3 separate regions of the Mus musculus genome follow, and regions 1 and 2 are each linked to region 3. Evidence: chromatin contacts called from public HiChIP or PLAC-seq data. All regions are on one chromosome and are shown on one strand. Each heading gives the region's core, a stretch centred on a gene start, on an enhancer-like site or on the middle of the called end of the contact. The rest is flanking DNA. Distances are from core to core; before and after follow the strand shown.

Region 1 (2,712 bases), core at 179-2,678, 400 kb after region 3:
TGTTCACCTGCCCCAGTCAAGGATCAGGCCCACTTGGGGTGCTTGTCGCAAGGGACTGTAGGCTGCCCCCACTCCACCCCCATTCAGAGAACCCCGCCTCCAAGCCTCCAGCCAGGGGCTTGTGCTTGCCGGCCCCCGGCAAGTGTTAATCCCCTGCCAAAGAGGGGGGCTGCTTTGCGGGAATTTGTCTCCAGGAAAGGATCTAAGCCTTCTTCAATCGGAGCATATGTTCATAGAGCAATAAACCGGAAAGATTTACAGTCCTCGCCCGGCCCCCAACAGCCTCACACCCTTTCAGGAATTACTTACGATGATTTATCACACCAACCCCGGCAATTGTCACACTGATAAAATAGCCCGGGCCTGTGCCCGCCAAGCCGGGCCTTTGGAGGCTGTTTGGAAGCCCAGCCTCTAGTGAAGCTGGGGAGCCTTTTTGTGGGTTCCTTTCTGAGCCTACAAGGGGATGTTTGAGTGGATTGAAGTGGGTGGGGTGAGAGGGGCGACGATTCTCATTGAGAAAAACGCAAGCAGAGAGAGCGCCCTGAATCTGCGTGCAGGAGTCACTTGCTAAGCACATAAACATTTGTCATCTTTGAATAATTGAATTAATGTGTTATTGTTTGGATGTATAATTCATAACGGGGGAAACTTTGTTGCTGTCCTGACTAGAAATATATACACACCATAAATAAATAAATAAATAAATAAATAAACCACAACCCTAAACAACCACCACACAGAGACAGTTCCTGCTTGCCGAAATCCTTCTTAAAGTCAGTGGAGGCAAAGCACAGAAGTTGGGAGGTGGTAAGGAGGCATTTGAAAAGACTGTCTGCTGAGACACCCGAGCTGGAGCTTGCAGCTAAAGGAAGAGAATGTTTGCTACTTGCCCCCACCCCACGGACAGAGCTAGCTGGGGTAGGACCTAAGCAAAGGCACGTTTGGGATGTCAAATCTTCTTGGAGTGAGGGGAAACCAAGGCAACATGGGAGCAAGAGACCCTATGGCTTTTGCAGCTGGCCGCAGCCTCCTCTTCCTTGGAGGCTTCTCTTTGCCTGCGCTGCTCCGACTTGGGAGGTGGAGGACTTCTTTTTGTTTTGTTAGATAGTCAAAACAAAAAAAAAAAAAAAGAAAAGAAAAAAGAAAAAGAAAAATTTACAAATACAAAACTAAAGAGGAAGCAAAGAGAAGCTGCTCGCTGGGGCGACCAGCAGCTGAGCTTGGGGTGGGGAAGGCGGAGAGCAAAGAGAAGTAGCTTGGAATCATTATCTGTTGGTTAAAACCTGCCTGGGGTAAAATTTCAACTCGATTTTATAGCCTTCTATTATGACGCAAAGAAAAATTTACGAGCCTAGCTTGAAAAGAGGGCCGGGGCTTTTTTTTTTTTTTCCTCGCTGGTTTAAGAATAGGCGGCAGATGCGGTGACAGCGACCATTGTTCCTGGTAGACACAGGCGACCGGGCAACCTCGGCCCGCGTGCGCCAGGAGTGTCCCCAGCCAGGCGGTTTTTTTTTTTTTTTTTTTTTAAACTCCTGTTGTCTGGGGAGCAGCCTGCTCACACCCTCGCCCCTTACACCCTCACCCCTTGCACACCCTCACATCCTCATCCTCTCTCTCTCTCTCTCTCTCTCTCTCTCTCTCTCACACACACACACACACACACACACACACGCGCGCGCGCGCGCGCCCGCGGCCGCCCCTAGTAATTTTTCATAAGTGCAAAGCTTCGCTGAACCAAAGGTCACCATCCAAGCCACTAACAACTTCTGACCGGCGCGCTGTTCCAAACCAGAGAAGCAAAGGCAACTATTTGTCAGCGGCTCTGACAGCTAAGTTCATTAAGGATTGAAATCTGATGAAATAAAAGTCGCCCAAATATTTACCTGCGGGCCGCGCTGGGCGCCCTGGTCTGCGGGCGCAGGGGGCCCCCCTCGGCGGGCCGTGTTCTCGGGATCCCTGCACTTTCCAAGTCGGAGAGAGCCCTTTGCGTGGCAGATTAATGACGACTCCGTGTTTCTTAAGGGACGTGCTGAATTAATTATTTCGCCAATCACGTGGTCGCGACTTGTAGAAATCTATTCTTATCATCTTCCTCGCACTTTGAAAATTCTCCGGTTATGAGCGGCCCTCCCCTGACTGCCGCCGAGCCCCCAGCCTCCCATCCCGGCGTGGGGGGCAGGGAGGGCTCCCCAACATGGCGCCGTCTGCCGAGGGTCCGATTTACTGTACTGTACTCAACGGGCTTAGCTATGGACTCGCTTCTTCCTCATCCCTGCCGGTGATTCAATACACACAGCGGTATTGATGTATTGGTGGGCACAGGAGGAGCCATTAACCAGAAGACGGGCAGAGGACAATCATAAAATGTGTCTGAATATTTAAACTTCTGTCTGTGCACTTATAAATACACATGTCCACGCGTCTGGGGCGAGCCCTTCCATATATTAAGGACATATGTCCTACTTTATGCATCCTGCTTATTTCCTGTCTCCAGTAAGACACCCCCTATCTATTTTGGAACTCCTATCTTGGCCCCCTCTTCAAAGCTGAGGCCAAGATGTGGGAAAGCCCTCGTGATAAAAATAGTACATGGTACTTTTTATAGTAGAGAGTGTTTATTGTTGTCTGAGGGGCAAAAGAGATGCGGGGAAGGGGGGGGGGCAGGTGTTGGAAACACCAGAGGAGTTCAGTAGCCCCAGAAAAGTGGCAGTC
Region 2 (2,708 bases), core at 27-2,526, 460 kb after region 3:
CAAGAGCGCGCCCACAGGAGCATCTGCTCAACTCCGAGCTGAGCGCCAGCCAGAGGTTGGGGTTAAGTCCAGTGCGGCAGATCACTTACCCTCTCCCTGAAAGGCAGGAGGCTCTCGTGTTCCCACTCATCAACTGGCTGCAAATGTACTTCCCTCCTCTAAGGTCCTCAACTCACCCACCCCCCCCCCACCCAAATAGAGGGAAAGCTCTCTACGGCGATTAATGTCCTCTTCGAAGTCTACCTTAAGCCCACCTAAATTGGTTTCCTATCATAAACACGCTTTACAACGACCCGGGAAATCTTATAGGATGTATAAACCCCCTCGAATGCTTATAAAGTAGCACATAAAACGGCGCAAGCAGAGGGAGGTCCCCACCGCCCCCCCTCCGCCGCCCCGGGCCAGCCCCTCGGCCCGCGCCCCGCGCCTACCTGTGCCGCCGCTCTTTTCGGCCCCCGCCTCCCCCGGGGGGCCCTCGCCTTCACCGCCACCGCCTTCCGCCGCCCCCTTGGGCTCTGGGCCCGGAGTCGCCTTGGCGCAGGGACTGCCCCCGCCGCCACCAGCCCCTGGCTTGGGGTCGCCCTTGTCAGCGGCGCCCTCGGGCTGTGGCGGCGCGGGAGCGGGCTGGGGCTGCGGGCCGGCGAAGGGGGGTCCGGGCGCCGCCTCGTAGAACTGATCAAAGCCCTGGGGCAGGATGCCGTTGCGACCCACGGCGCTGTAGAAGTTAGAGGCTGCGGCCGCCGGACCGTGCGGCGGCCCGGGAGCGCCGCACACCGGCTCGGGAGCCTTGAAGAGCACGTCTGGCCGGCGGCCGGCGGGCGGGAGCAGATCTCGTTGCATGGCCGCCTCCTCGGCCGCCGCCGCTGCCGCCGCTGCCGCCGCTGCCGCGGCGTAGTAGGGAGCGTAGCCCCCGGAGCCGCCACCACCCCCGCCGGGACCGCCGCCGCCGCCGCCCCCCGCGCCACCGCCGCCTCCGCCGCGGTACGGCCACTTGGCGCGCTCCAGGCCGTAGTCGCGAAAGGCCACCTCCCGCACGGGCTGGACGTGTGGCGCCAGGTTGGAGGAGTAGGGGAAAGTCATCTGGCACGAGGACGGCTGCGAGAGGAACGACGGCTTGCTGGCGAAGTCCGACGGGGCCACGTAGTAAGCGCAGCCCGGCAGGTACATGCTGGCTGCGCTGGGGCCGCACTCGTCAAAGTCGTTCATGGCTGCGCGGCGTGCACGCCGGCAAGCCTCGGGCCGCTCCCCGCGCCTCCAACCTGAGCCATCGATTGCACAAGAGGCTTGGGCCAGGATCAACTAAGCAAAAATCCCCACCGGGCGCTGACGTGCAATTCATCTTGATTGATTCTGGTGGTAATTATGTCACGTGACGCCATGGAGAGAAATGTCCTTATATCTATATCAGCGCTCGCCAACACGCCCCGGGACGGCTCCTGGCGCCGAGACGCGCGCACGCTGGGGGCGGATCGGCCTCCAGCTCCCGCCAGCTCTCCCAGGGCACTCCCTGAGCAGGCTGCGCTGCAGGCCGGTCACCTGCGCGCCGCCGGCGGCTGCCACCGCTGGGCGCATCTGCCGCCACCGGACTGGGCCGCCCGCCCGCCTTAGCCCGCCCGCGCTGCTTTAAGTACCCGGACCTAGGCCGGAGGGGAGGAGGAGGGAGGGAGGAGGGGGAGGAAGGGGGAAGGGAGAGCAGTCGAGAGCGGTGGTGGTGGTGGTGGTGGGGGGAGCCCCGGCCCTGGCACAGAGGACTAGGTGTGAGAGTGTGAGGTTCCCACCCCCACCTTTCCTGCAGCCGCTCCCTCCCCCGCGACACAGCCACCCTCCGTAGCTCACCGGCTGGGAGCTTGTTGCTTCTTGTTCAAGGGGCGTAATTGCGACACTCTCTAGGGCGCAGGGAGCCCTGATTTACATATTTCTCTGCGGAGTGCGTTCCGGCTGGTAGGGATTTGGCTCTCTTGGGTTCTGACACCAGGGACAAGAGTGCAGACCCTGGAAAAAACGACTCCCAGGAGCTAGCTTGGCGTGGGCCTTGGTACCCATTCGGCCTTTCTTCTTCCAGGTTTTTCCGCTCTGTTCCCGTCCCTCCTTTCTTTGCTTACTCCTCACTCTTCTCCTTTCTCTCTCCTGTCTTCCTCTCTTCCTTTCCTCGCCTCCATCCTGCTTTCTCTCCTTTCTCCAGTCTTTCTTAGTACCTCCATCCTTTCCCTTTACTCTCTCTCTCTCTCTCTCTCTCTCTCTCTCTCTTTCTCTCTCCTCTCAATACTCAGCCAGCGTGGAAACACAGAGGTCCCGGTTTTCTGGCTTTCCTCAAAGCTCGAGGGTCTGAAGAACAAAAGGAAGATGAGTCCCACTCTCACAGAATAAGGTCCCTACTCACCGCCCACAGACAAACCCCTTGTGCTTTGGCCTTCCTCTCATCGTCTTCTGTGTTCAAGTCTCTTGGAGCTTTCACTGTGTTGGAGCCCCACTAAGCCCTGAGCAATCTCGTGGCATATCCCCAAGACTCCTCTGGAGCCCTTGAATTTGATGGTCATAGCATCTCCCAGGGAGATCGGTTGGTTCTCCAGGGGCCCTCAATAGCGTCTGCCTGCCTGTTGGAGTCTATCTGCACCACCTGACTCCGAGGTAGACTTTCCAGGCCCCCAGCCACTTGCTCCAAAGCCTCACTCATTGGGCTGCGGCAATCCTCTCAGGCCTGGAGTCCA
Region 3 (2,970 bases), core at 252-2,751:
TGGTCAGGCAGAAGGCAGGGTCTCCACCGTTCCTCTGGTTTGCAAAAACAAAATAAAACCAAACAGCAACTGCAAACAGTGTTGTTTGCAGGAGGGTACAGACCTTAAAACAACTCGCGCCCTCCTGGGTCCCCAAAGCCTTCAGTGTGAGCTGTAGAAGCTGCACTCTCAACGCCAATGACACCATCGGCTGCTTAAATGGCACAAAAGTACACTTAGTACGAGAGCAAAGTGACTGACAGGGATCCGCCGAGCCAGCCCCACTGCCACTAGACCTGCCTTAAAGGCTCACACAAGGAGTATAAAAAGAAAAGCACATTTTGCAATAGAATAAATTCTTTTTTTTTTATTGAGACCGCGGAAAGTCACATGACCCTGAATGTAGCCTTTTAGGAAAGCAACAGAAGTGGTAAAGAAAGGAGTGTGTGTGAGTGTGTGTGTTGGGGGCTGGGGGGAACTGCCTTCTTCCTCTGCTGCCTCCCAGCCTGTCCGCCGCAGTCCACATTCTTCTGGGCGCATCTGTGGAGCTATTAAGTGGGATAATCCCTCTGGCCTTTGATACATTTCTGGACATGATTATTTCATTACTCGCAGTATATCAGTAGGATCATAATAAAAAGGACTTCTGACAACCTGCCAAGAGTTTTGTGGCCTTGTAAACACAAAAGTGCTCTAATAAAATTTTATTAAGTGTTAAAAAGTCATAAAAAGTGAAATAACATAAACTACAAAATTTACTGTCCTCAGCAAATGCTGAAAATATCGTCCACAGTAAAATTAAATTAGCATGTAATAGACAGAGCAGCAGTGTAGAGTGGGTTTAAAAGAGGATCCAGGGGGAAAATGACACTGTAACCTAATCAGGGTCACGGGGATTTAATTCGGATCCCCCCGCCCCAAATGTGAATAAATGTGCTGATTACAGACAAGAGCTCCGGGGTTACCAGAACCTCGCACATTGTCAATACTTTGCAAGAAATAATATATTGCAGATTGTAAGGCGCGCGGGGAAACCCAGCCGGCGTCCGGGGGCAGCGGCGCGGGCCAGGGTGTCCACTAGGGCGCGCTGTGAGACCGGGAATCTCCAGCAGGGTGCCCACGCCGCCCGGGGCCCTCGCACTCCGAGCCTCGCCCCCTCCAAATCATATTTACAGTGCGAGGGTCTCCCCCACCCACTCCTGTGACATTTTCTCCAAATCGGAAGAAAATGAAGTGTAGGTCGAGCTTTGCCGCGGGCAGCCCTCAGTTCCCCTCTTTCGGATCAAGAGCCTGGATGTGGGAGACGTTGTCCACTGTGATGCTAAGCCTGGGGGTGGGGGGAGCATTGGGGGAGGGGGCAGGCCAGCGCTCCTGGAGTGACCGTCCCCCCAAAGTAAGGCCGAAGATGACACGAGGCCGATGTCCAGCTCGTCTTAGGCCTCCGAGGCGCTCCAAAGGCTAACGGGGGTCAAGTCCGTTCCCGCTGGGGACAAGTGCATCAGCTCCAGAACGACCTCTCCCTTGCTTAGCCCTGCCCCGGGAGATCAGAGTGACCCAACGCCCTGGGGTACCGGCTCCCGCCTCCCTGTCGTCTCGTCTTGTTGGGCCAATCGTCTGGCTCTGGGTCGCTGCCCGGGCGCACGGGCTCAGGAAGGCAGCAGCTGCACGGGGTTCCCATTCCACCCGGGACAGGTATGGACCGGCCGGGCCCCTGGAGAGAGTCTCCTCTGAGCCCATCGCTGAGGCTCCGCCGGGAAAAGAGTAAACCTTCCTCTCCACGCTACTCCAAGTGGACACTGATGGGCAGGAAAAGGCTGGAACGAAAAGCCCTGGCCTTTGCTGGCCTCGATGGCTTTGCAGAAGAGAGGTGGCCTCCACCCACGTCTCCCCTCCCCCTCCGCGCCACACAGCAGGTTTGTAAAGAGAGGGATGCAAGTTTTGAAAGTTATGTTCTTCCAAGGAGAAAGGTGTTGGTCATGGTGCCCATAAGTGCTTTTTAGCCACAGAAAGTCAACATGTCACCTCTGTTTCTGCAATCCCCAAATGATGGTAATGCTGACTCTGAAGAGAGCGTGTGTTAATTGGAAGTTAGTGAAATGGGAAATGAGTGGGCAGTGACGTGTTTCGGGGCATTATTTCTCCTTAGGGATGGCCAAGGTCTGAGGCTCCATTTAAGAATTGGCCATTTTGCCAGAAACTATGTGCTTTTAGTCAAATCCAATTAAAGCCTGGAGTGGTGAGTTCACAGGCTCACACCGGGTCCTAGGGGGTCCCCGAAGAGGCTTCCGCCACAGCTACTAGCCTAAAGACAGCTTGTAGTTGCAGTTTTCCAGGTAGCAGGACGCCTTGAGGTGGGTGCACAAAGGCAAAGAGAATCCCCAAGCCGGCGAGGGGCAGAACTCACTGATTAACACGCCCCATGCTGCTTGCAGAGGGTGCGATGGCCCCTACCTGTACATACTTCTTGGTTTTTGAGAAGGGTGTTTGACTATTTTTAAATGGCAATGTTTCTCATCATCTGCAAAATACAGTGTTGAATTTTAAGTAGGTTGGAACAGAGGGCTTAAAAAAGTAAACACATCAATTTAATGTGATTTGACTGTTGCTATAAAGGCGTTGAGGGTTAATACAAACAGAACTTAAAGGAATGGATATATAACTGATACAGTTCCTCTTTGGGGCCATGTGTCTGTCTGTGGGGATGGAGCAGGTGGCACTGCAGACAGCAACTGTGGATGTGGTGGGTCATTACTACCTTTTACTGCCTATAAATACTTCCCCCTAATGGGTCAGAATGAGAGATTTTCATTTAAAACTCGTAAACTTGTTTTCTTGCACTTATGAAGTTCACGGAACTTCTACTTGCACTATTCTGTTCTGTGTTCGCATTTTAGATTAAAAAAATCTGTTCTTCAATTTTAAAAGTATATTCATAAATGTTAAAACATCACAACTATTTCACCTTTCTCCAGCTACACATGGGATCGTGGT

What was found. HiChIP or PLAC-seq counts read pairs in DNA pulled down with a chosen protein or histone mark.
Region 1: an H3K27ac HiChIP or PLAC-seq map of stem cell-derived stembryo shows a contact between it and region 3, with 10 times the contacts expected there. The contact joins the enhancer-like site here to the promoter of 2600014E21Rik in region 3. A contact is called at or near these places in 11 of 39 promoter capture datasets (the HPC-7 cell line, cranial neural crest, embryonic stem cells and 7 more), 17 of 484 Hi-C or Micro-C datasets (cortical neurons, cranial neural crest, embryonic fibroblasts and 10 more), 18 of 115 datasets of contacts at active chromatin or transcription factors (craniofacial prominence, differentiating embryonic stem cells, embryonic basal ganglia and 12 more) and 4 of 9 other capture datasets (adipose tissue, embryonic stem cells, embryonic tail and 1 more).
Region 2: a contact with region 3 is called in an H3K4me3 HiChIP or PLAC-seq map of stem cell-derived neural progenitor cells, with 79 read pairs. The contact joins the promoter of Hoxd11 here to the promoter of 2600014E21Rik in region 3. A contact is called at or near these places in 9 of 39 promoter capture datasets (the HPC-7 cell line, cranial neural crest, embryonic stem cells and 6 more), 2 of 484 Hi-C or Micro-C datasets (psoas muscle and urothelial organoids), 13 of 115 datasets of contacts at active chromatin or transcription factors (craniofacial prominence, double positive thymocytes, embryonic basal ganglia and 9 more) and 2 of 9 other capture datasets (liver and macrophages).

The regions. Positions count from the first base shown.
Region 1 is chr2:74,732,212-74,734,923 of GRCm38.p6, reverse strand. The region is part of intron 1 of Hoxd3 (homeobox D3); the gene reads right to left. Among named protein-coding and RNA genes, the nearest start is that of Mir10b, 7.5 kb to the right of the region's middle. Within about 2 kb of position 1,428, at least 18 of the 459 cell types and tissues checked have an H3K27ac peak or open chromatin away from gene starts, as enhancers often do. A contact at or near this core is called in embryonic tail and stem cell-derived stembryo, where this site is marked.
Region 2 is chr2:74,680,891-74,683,598 of GRCm38.p6, reverse strand. Hoxd11 (homeobox D11) reads right to left here and starts at 1,276. Exons shown (of 2, transcript NM_008273.2): 1 at 432-1,276. The coding sequence starts at 1,206.
Region 3 is chr2:75,136,186-75,139,155 of GRCm38.p6, reverse strand. 2600014E21Rik (a long non-coding RNA gene) reads right to left here and starts at 1,501. Exons shown (of 12, transcript XR_001783367.2): 1 at 104-1,501. It overlaps Gm13652 (a long non-coding RNA gene), which reads left to right and starts at 1,181. Exons shown (of 3, transcript XR_374685.4): 1 at 1,181-1,892.